3 separate regions of the Sus scrofa genome follow, and all the other regions are linked to region 1. Evidence: chromatin contacts called from public Hi-C and HiChIP or PLAC-seq data. All regions are on one chromosome and are shown on one strand. The core of a region is the stretch at or near the end of the contact, and the rest is flanking DNA. Distances in the headings are between cores, read along the strand shown.

What was found. A called contact is a pair of places that touch in the nucleus more often than the background predicts. HiChIP or PLAC-seq counts read pairs in DNA pulled down with a chosen protein or histone mark.
Region 2: a Hi-C map of liver shows a contact between it and region 1, with 5 times the contacts expected there. The contact joins two enhancer-like sites. A contact is called at or near these places in 4 of 47 Hi-C or Micro-C datasets (liver and skeletal muscle) and 1 of 2 datasets of contacts at active chromatin or transcription factors (alveolar macrophages).
Region 3: an H3K27ac HiChIP or PLAC-seq map of alveolar macrophages shows a contact between it and region 1. The contact joins two enhancer-like sites. A contact is called at or near these places in 2 of 47 Hi-C or Micro-C datasets (liver and skeletal muscle) and 2 of 2 datasets of contacts at active chromatin or transcription factors (alveolar macrophages and skeletal muscle).

The regions. Positions count from the first base shown.
Region 1 is chr6:153,432,814-153,435,774 of Sscrofa11.1, forward strand. No RefSeq gene overlaps it. Among named protein-coding and RNA genes, the nearest start is that of FGGY, 220 kb to the left of the region's middle. Within about 2 kb of position 1,533, at least 34 of the 83 cell types and tissues checked have an H3K27ac peak or open chromatin away from gene starts, as enhancers often do. A contact at or near this core is called in alveolar macrophages and liver, where this site is marked.
Region 2 is chr6:153,195,236-153,198,196 of Sscrofa11.1, forward strand. FGGY (FGGY carbohydrate kinase domain-containing protein) reads right to left here. Exons shown (of 16, transcript XM_021097811.1): 2 at 2,364-2,521. Among named protein-coding and RNA genes, the nearest start is that of FGGY, 16 kb to the right of the region's middle. Within about 2 kb of position 1,371, at least 8 of the 83 cell types and tissues checked have an H3K27ac peak or open chromatin away from gene starts, as enhancers often do. A contact at or near this core is called in liver, where this site is marked.
Region 3 is chr6:153,281,938-153,284,898 of Sscrofa11.1, forward strand. All of the region lies in intron 2 of LOC102165506 (a long non-coding RNA gene), which reads left to right. Among named protein-coding and RNA genes, the nearest start is that of FGGY, 70 kb to the left of the region's middle. Within about 2 kb of position 1,499, at least 13 of the 83 cell types and tissues checked have an H3K27ac peak or open chromatin away from gene starts, as enhancers often do. A contact at or near this core is called in alveolar macrophages and liver, where this site is marked.

The sequences.
Region 1 (2,961 bases), core at 283-2,782:
TGGTTTCTCAGTGTCTGCAGAATAGAGTCGCCTGCCTTACCTGCCCATAACCCAGTCCTTGCCTCTCTCTCTAATCTCATTGCCTGCCTCTCCATCTCTCATCCCAGTGTCTTTGATATACCAAAGCACTCCAAGCCTTCCAGACAGTGGGACTACTGCACATCCTCTCCCTCGATGGTATGTGCTTTCCAGCTCTACTTTCCAGTAAATACCTGCACCTTCTCCCTAAGATGTGCAGAGTATCTTTTATTTTCCCTTTTAGATCTATACTCCAGCTTTCTCCATTTGCTCTGTGCCCAGGAGGTTGGCCCATGGAGATGGCATTAGTGGATTCTTCACCAATCAGGAGCTTCAGAAGGAGAGAGGGAATGAGTTCCTCGTTGTAAGTCCTCTGGACCTGGCCATGACCCTTGCTGCTCCTCTTAAGGTGGTTGGCTCTGCAGGACTCTCACTCCCCTTGTGGCAAATGTTTGGCAACTACTAAGCTCCTGTTTCTCCCTTGTGATTCTTCCACATCTGTAGCTTTGCAGATAAGCCCTCCTCTGAATACACTAAGTGGATGGGCCATTGAGACCCTGACTGGTACACACTGACCCAGCGCAAACTCCAGGGAGCCCTTTGCAGGCACCTACCTGTTACATCACAGTGCTGTCTGTCTGCTTCCTTCTCTGCCCCACCAGATTGCTTCATTTCACTTTGTTTTAAGTTGCCCACCCACATTTAGTGATCAGCCACTGCACCCTGGGCTGTGGTCTAGAATTTGCAGATTCTGGTTAATAGATGATCATTCCCGACCTTGAAGATGCCCTCTCTCTAGTGCCGGAGATAAGGCCTGGGCCCTGTTTGTAGCTCTGCACCCAGGACAAGTTCAGAGTCTGCTCATGTTCAAATCCCAGCTCTAGCACTGACGAGCAGTGTGATCTAAACAAGTTCACCTCTCAGAGCCGCAGTTTCCTCATCCATAAATGGAAATAACAGCAGCTACCTCAGAGAGTGCTTGTAAGGAATAACGAAGCACTCCGTAAGTGTCCTTATTATTATTACAGCAGGTGCTTAGTTAGTACACATTAAATGATGACTGAATTCATTATCTCATTTGAGCTCTACAGCAAACCTTCTTCCATCCTTCCCTGCTATATGAATTCCAAAGAGACAGCAAGGGAATTCTTTTTTCCTATTTCACAGAAGAAGGAATTGGGAGTGAGTGAATGAAGGAAGGAATAGCTAATCCACTCTGGGAGGAAGGATTCCCCACTTCCTCTCAGAGGCTATAGCTCGGCTGTTTGTCTGAAGAGCCTGGAGCCCTGTGCCCGGGAGAAGTGATCCTGGCTTTCTCTCCAGCTTTCCAGCTCTGGGGGACGGTGCCAAGGGCTCACCTCGGTTCAGTTTCTGTCTAACCCAGTCTGGGTGCAGGTACTTCTGGACTTTGTAAACACTGGGCCTCTGGGCTCTGCCCCAGAAGCCCCCAGCTTCCCAGAACTGGTGGCCCCAGTTCCTGTTCAGCTGCTGCTTTTTCTGTAAGGCCCCTGCAAGCCTCACTGCCCCTTCTGGTAAGTGCAGGAGCCAGGAGGGAGGTTCCACTTTCACATTCGCTACCACACCCACAGGAGGGAGATTTCTCAGTGTGGAGGGGAAATTTCCTTTCTCTTTAGGCCTAACCTCAAGCTCGTCATTTTTTTCTGGACGTGCTTAATTTTCTACTGAGGCTCAGGGCTCTCCCCCCTGCCCACAGCCTCCCTAGATCACAACTTGACTCTGCTGCAGAGATAAGAGAGAACTGTCACCCTGCTGAGCCCCTGCCACAGGCCTGTCCTGGGCTCCAGGGTGCTTTCCATGCCTCCTGATGTGCGCCTTCCCTTGCCCCTATTTTACAGACGTGGGGACTGAGGCTCAGGGCGATGGAATGGCTAGTGTTGGAATGTTCATGTGGGACAACCTGCCCCTTAGAACTTTAGAAGCAGTTGGATGTGGCCACAGAAAGGGAGTCCCCAAATGGAATTAATCTTGGCTGCTCTATCATGTGCTCAGCACTGTTACTTTGCTTCCTGTAATCTGCATGTTTATTTGTGTCCATATTTGTCTCTCCTACTTGACCGTCCCTCCTGAAGGGCAGAGAAGGTGACTCACTCCTGTTGTCCCTGGCCCTGGTGGACACCCTAAGGCAGGAAGGATCTTCTGGTCTGAGATGTGAAAGCAAAGCCAGTGTGTCTGGTGGTGGAGAGTTAGTGGAGGGGAAATACAGGGCAAGGCTGGAGAAAAAAGCAAGACCAGATCACAGAGGACCCTGTAGGCCATGGTGAGGGATCTGCGTTTAATTTTAAGGGCAAAAGGAAGCCACTTAAGGCTTTTGAACAGGGTCCTTACATGTTACAACCAAGTAATCTGGCTGTAGTGTGGAGAACAGATTGGAAAGTAACCGTTGAAGCTCAGTGAGGAGCTGTCCCAGGAGATCAGGCATGAAATGGGGGGGGGGGGGTCTCTCCAGGTCAGGGCTTCTCAGACTGGAAGACCCGTTAAAAGTACAGTTTGCTGGCCTCACCCTAGAGTTTCAGATTCAGTAGATCTGGTTGGGGGTGAGGTGATGCTGAGAATTTGTATTTCTACCAAGGTCCCTCGTGATGTAGATGGTACTTGTCCCCGAGGACCGCTGGGGCTTTGGAAAGAGGAAAAAAAGGATGAGTTAAGAGACAGTCTTGGAGTTCCCGTCATGGCGCAGGGGAAATAAATCTGACTAGGAACCATGAGGTTGTGGGTTCAATCCCTGGCTTCACTCAGTGGATTAAGCACCTGGCATTGCCGTGAGCTGTGGTGTAGGTCGCAGGCATAGCTCGGATCCTGCGTTGCTGGGCTGTGGTGTAGGCTGGCAGCTGTAGCTCCAATTGGACCCCTTGTCTGGGAACCTCCATATGCTGCAGGTGCGGCCCTAAAAAGCCAAAAAAAAAAAAAAAAGACAGTCTTATC
Region 2 (2,961 bases), core at 121-2,620, 240 kb before region 1:
AGGCCTGGCTCCTTCAGTGTTGACTCTCTCGTGCCACCCACCACCCAGCCCACCTGATTTATTCCCAGTCAAACCCAAAGAGGCAGATTTCTACTCTGCAGCTGACCCAGGGCTTACTCCAGCTCTGGGTTGTGGACCCATCACTTGGCTAAACAGGAAAGAACCCACTCTTCAGAAGAACCCCACCCCCTCCCTGGATAGAAAGTAGAGCTTTGCCAGTAGACAGTTAACTCCACTGCTGCTGGACCACAGATGAATCCCTGGTGCCAGCACAGTTTCTGGCACAGAGCACGAACTCACCAAGTCTCTGGGACTCAGCGGATACCTTTATAACCTACCTTTAGGTAAATAATAAAAGGTACAAATTTGCTGTGTATCCAATGCTCCACTAACCACCTTGCTTACATTTCTAATCCACTTTTTATCCTGATACCAACCCTGGATGATAATTACCGTTACATCCCCATCTTACTGATGCAGAAAATGAGTTCTAGACGGGTAAAGCAACTCGCTCTAATGTCGTACAACTAGCGAGTCACAGAGGTGACAGCAATCTCATTCCCTCTGGTCCAGCATCCCTACCTGTCCTTAGAACGCTCTACTGCCTGTTACCCTCCATTTTATTAAACGCCTATTTGCCAAGGGCTCTGCTAGGTGTCCCTGCCTACTTTGGCTACAACTGGCTAACTCAGGACACCTGCCACCTGTAGAGACTGACCCACTCCTACCTAGGCTCCTACCTACTTCTCTCTGGCCCCCTACCCATTTCTAGACCATACGACCAAGACATCCATTGGGAAGAGAATCAGACCCAGGGGATCAGGGTGTTACATTCGCCCTGCACCGTTCACACACAGCTCCCAGTTCATGTTTCTGTAAGAAACAGATCCTAATTAAATAGTTCAGGTTCACCGTGTTTCCCATTACTATCGTTTTCAGCGATCGCTTTATGATTGTTTCCACACCTGGGCTCTGAAAGCAGGGAAGCAGAGAAGTTCAAACCCTCGGGCAGCTACCCTGAAACTTGACCCCGTGAGTTATAAAAACTCTGCCAGAGGATTTTCTGCAACTCAGATTCTTTGTCGATCCCTCTGTGCCCTTTGTTCCTGGGTCATGAGTCCTCGCTGCTGTGTCCTAGATGCCAAACTGTGTTCCAGTTCCTCTTGGCCTCAAAAAATAAAGTAACTGCAAAATGGAAAACATTATTCCTTTTTCTGTTTTTTTTTTAAAAAAAAGGATTAGGATCCTTGTGCATGTCTGGCGCTTTCATACATTTGTTCATCTCTTCTGACTGAAATTCAATCAAGCTGATAAACCTATCAGCATTTTATACCTCAGACGGATGGGGGAATTTACCCCAAGTGACACAAAGAGTAAACAAGAGCAGCACCTGGACTTGAACCCTGGCCTCTTAAGGCACGTTTAGGGCTCTTTCCACACACCAGCTTAAAAATGAAAACAGAATCCTTCAACCACTTCTTCAACAACAACAACAAAAGCAGCAACAATAGCATTTATTAAGCTATGCTCTGCCAGTCACCCACCTGATTCTGTAATTTTCACTTCGTCCTCGTGACAACCCTGTGAGGTAGGCACTATGAGCCCATTTTCCAGGTAAGGGGATTGAGGTTCTCCGCAATAAAGCTATTTAAGGCCACAGAGCACAAAATCAGAGAAGCTGGGGCTCCAGGCTAGGACAGTGGGGCTCCGGAGCCTGATTTATGAGTGGTGATGGTCAGAAGGTTGGTCCCAGCTCATTCATTTCAGGCGGAGATCAATTCTCTAAAAGGAAAAACAACTGATGGGGATCTGGGGAGGCAGGTCAGACCGAGAAAGAAGGACATGGACTGGGGAGGCCAAGAGAAAGAAAAGCTACAGAGAGAAATTCAAGCGGCCTGCACACATGTCCAGAGCCTTACCTAACTTCTCAGTCGACTGAAGGCTCCGAAGGGCAGGAACGGCCTCCCGGCCAAGTCCCCAGCACGGACTGGACTGGTTTTTAGCCCCTGTTCATGATCAAAAGACTGCTCTTGTGATAAATATTTACGTGGTTCATTAAATGATAGCCTGTCCAAATATTATTAGAAATGTGCCACAGGAAACCACAGGCTTCACGGCTGAGTCTTCAACAAATGTGCAAGCTGATCAGAGGAAGCGTGAGAAAAGGGAAGAGGGTCCCAGAGAGGCAGGTCTCTGCAAAACTATTCACGGGATCCTAAGGAGAGATCCTGCTGCAGAGACGGCGCTGAAAACCAATCTCCAGGGGCTGTTCTGCTATATTCTCCTCCTCTTTTCCTCGAAATGACCAAATAGCAATAACATTGTTTCCTAAGCCTATAACCCTCCCGAGTGAATGAGCTTACCTGCAGTCCTATTTCCGAAAGAGCCACTCCTCCAGGACTGTCGGGACAGCGTCTCGGGGATCTGGGAGGAAGCTCAATATCCTCTCTCTGCTTTGATCTCTGGCTTTGGCTGGGAACCCAGGTACACGCGTCCCACACAATTCATTTACTTAGTTATACTGCAGTCAGGGGGTTGGGAAGTTTGGGAAGAAAAAGATAAAAGCAATGAGTATGCTGGTCCACTTCAGTCTCCTTAACAACAAGAATTAAATACCACTTTAAACAACTCCCACATGTTGTAAGATGGAAAGAAAGTTTGGGAAGGGAAGGAAGGAGATAATCTGGCAATAACCTGGTTCTCCATTGGCTTTTCCAAAAAATACACATTGGAGGAAAAGTACAGGTACTTGACAGGTACTTCTCTTAAAGTTAAAGGCTGTCTCCTGAGGCTGCAGTCTCATAGTATTTGAACAATTAACCAAGATTACATAGCCAGAGTTGCCTGATGTATGGTAATGCTCGGTACACGGCAGCAATTATTAGGATTATTAATATGTGCCAACCCTCCCTTCCAATACCAAATCACCTGGGGACATCCTCAATTATTTAATAGGGTGCA
Region 3 (2,961 bases), core at 249-2,748, 150 kb before region 1:
TTTCTTTGAAACACTTTCCCAATTTCATCCCCTTTCATTGTCCTTGAGCTGGATTTTTTGCTTTCATCTCCCTGCCCTGTAGCATGTCTAAAGCTTCATTTTCATAGTCCATCTTAAATTTGTTGTATACATATCTGTTTTCTTGGTAGATCCTACAATCCTTGAAAATAGGTCCTTTAAATGTAGCCTGCTCTTTCAAACAAAGCAATACCCAAAAGTTTAGTACAGCAATAACACATACTCTGGGCATTTCTTATCCAACTCCTTGTTGTTCCCAAGGCCTTTGGATCTCCTGGGTGTTGGTATCTATGTTTTAGTATTTCTTCCAGTTCTTCTTGATAAAGATGTTATTCTTTCAACTGCCAGTCTTGTCCCCACCCAATTCCATCCAGTCATTTGAACTGCAGCTTTTGCCTTGGGTCCACGGAACTCTCAATGGTTCAGTCCCTTTCTCACCCCTTAGCCCCACAGTGGAAAGGAGTTCAGGAAGGTTCTAGGTCATAGGTGCTCAGAAAATATTTAATGAAGGAGTTTTTAAAAGAAAGAAAGACCCATGAGATCCTGTTGTACCTAATCATTTGTGATGGAACATGATGGAGGATAATGTGAGAATAAGAATGTGTATGTGTATATATATATGTGTGTGTGTGTGTGTATGTATGCATATATATATGTATAACTGGGTCACTTTGCTCTACAGCAGAAACTGACAGAACATTGTAAACCACCTGTAATAAAAAAATTTTAAAAAGAAAAAAAAGAACTCACTTGATCAAAGTTGTTGGGTTTTTGTTTGTTTTTAACCAAGTACTAAAACCTAGAAGCAAATCCCAATCCTGGTCCTTTTGGGAAGCTGTATTAGAGATAGAAAGGAAGACAATGAATCAGAATTCTTTAATGTAGGTCTGAAGATATGTTTCTAGTTTCTCTATTTCTCCTTGAACTAAGCATAAGCCAAGAATTGTGCAGCCATCAGAACCTGGAAAAGATGAGTTAGAGTTTCCCTATCTATCTATCTATCTATCTATCTATCTATCTATCTATCTATATTGATACCAATGTCCTTATAGATAAGGAATCTGAGGTTCAGCAAAGTGAAGGGGCAGCCTTAAGTCACAATAGAGTAGCTGAGATTCTATCCCGATTGGGTCTTTGGATTTTCTGCCCCTGTACCCACACTCCCTGGCCTGTGATGGATTCAAATGATGAATGAGGAGGTCCTGTCATGGACTTCCAGCCAACCTGGTTGCAGACACCCCCAGCTTATCAGTCTGACCTTTGGTTTTTCATGGCAAACCCCTGTGTGGAGGAAGCTGCCAACAGGCGGCCAAGGCTCTGTATTGTCCTTATTTAGAATTGCTTTCACTTAAACTGGCTGTACTGTTGCAAAACATGTTTATTTGGTTTCCTCTCCCTCCTGGCTGCTTGACTAGTGTGAGCCCAGAGGACAGCAGCTCCAGCCATCAGACCTAGGCCAGGCAGGGCAGGGCCAGGAGGAAAACATGAGACTCCAGAGAGAGGGCATAGGAGGGCTTAATTTCCCTTCCCAAGTTGTGTGCCAGACAGGATGGACACCCTCTCTTTGGGGCATTGCTGTGGGTCCTGGAGAAAGTGGACCATTCAAAATGCACCCCTGCTGAGACCGATCTCAACTTAGAGTACAAAGAGCTTTACTTTCTTGAAGTCCACACAGTAACAATGTTTTACTTAGTTTAATTAGTTTTAGTATTAACTAATGATAATGATAGTTCTAATAATATAGCAACTTCCTTTTCTTAAATACTTACTATCAACCAAGCAACCTATTTAATCTCATGTAGTTTATTTTGTTTAATATTTAGGATAACCACATTAGATATGTACATTTAATAAAGTTGCTTACTAGACAAGGAAAGTAAGACTGAGAGAAGTCAAAGTCATTTGACTGGTTGGCCACAGGAATGGAGATTTGAAGCCAGATCTGTCTGTGTCTACAGTGTGTAGGGTGTGTTCTCTTATGCAACACCCTTCTTTAGGAACCCCCTTTGTTAGAAGAGTGAGGGTCACAGAACACAGTGACTGGCTGTGTCCCAGCAGAGCTCATTTTCCAGAATTCCCAAACAATGTCCTTGGCAACAGGTTACCCCAGTATAAACCATAATTTTATTTTATTTTATATTTAAGTAAATTTTATTGGTATACAGCTGACTTAGAAAGTCATGTTAGTTTCAGGTGTACAGCAAAGAGAATCAGTCATACATGTACAAATGTCCATTCCTTTTCAGATTCTTTTCCCATATAGGTTATTACACAGTATTGAGTAGGTGACCCCATGCTATACAGGAGGTCCTTGTTACCTATCTGTTTTATATATAGCAGTGTGTATACGTTCGGCCCAATCCTCTAATTTATCCTTCCCTGCCAGTTTGTAAACTGTAATTTTTAAAGGAAGAATTCAAGATTTCCCACTTACTGCCATTTGAAAGGCTTGTTCTCCCCTCCTCTCATCTGTTTAAATCCCATTTTCAAGATGTTATGGTCTTTGGGACCAGTGCATTTCTTCCATGGGCATTTCTGGGAATAAGCTGGCAGTGAGAGAAGAGAGAAAGCTCCAGAGCTGAAAGAAGGCACCTGCCAAGTTCCTTGTGAGAGCTTTAAATGGAGAACATCTTATGAGACATGTCTGCTGGAGGCATCTCACAGAATCTCTTCACTCTTTGGGGGAGTATCCCCATTTTATGGCGAATAAATTGAAGTTCAGAGGCAAGATGTCATTTGTCCCTAGCAGACAGCTGGTAAAGGACTAGAGCTGATCCTCCATCCTGAGTCTTCTGACTGCCTGGTGACTGAACAGAAATACCCTACACAAGCTGGGTTTTTTTGCAGGCCAGCGAGCTCCCTCCTTGGCCATCATTCCACTTCATTATCATTTGGAAATGAGAATATGTTGGAATTTCTGGCCTTCCTCTCCAGAGGGAAGGA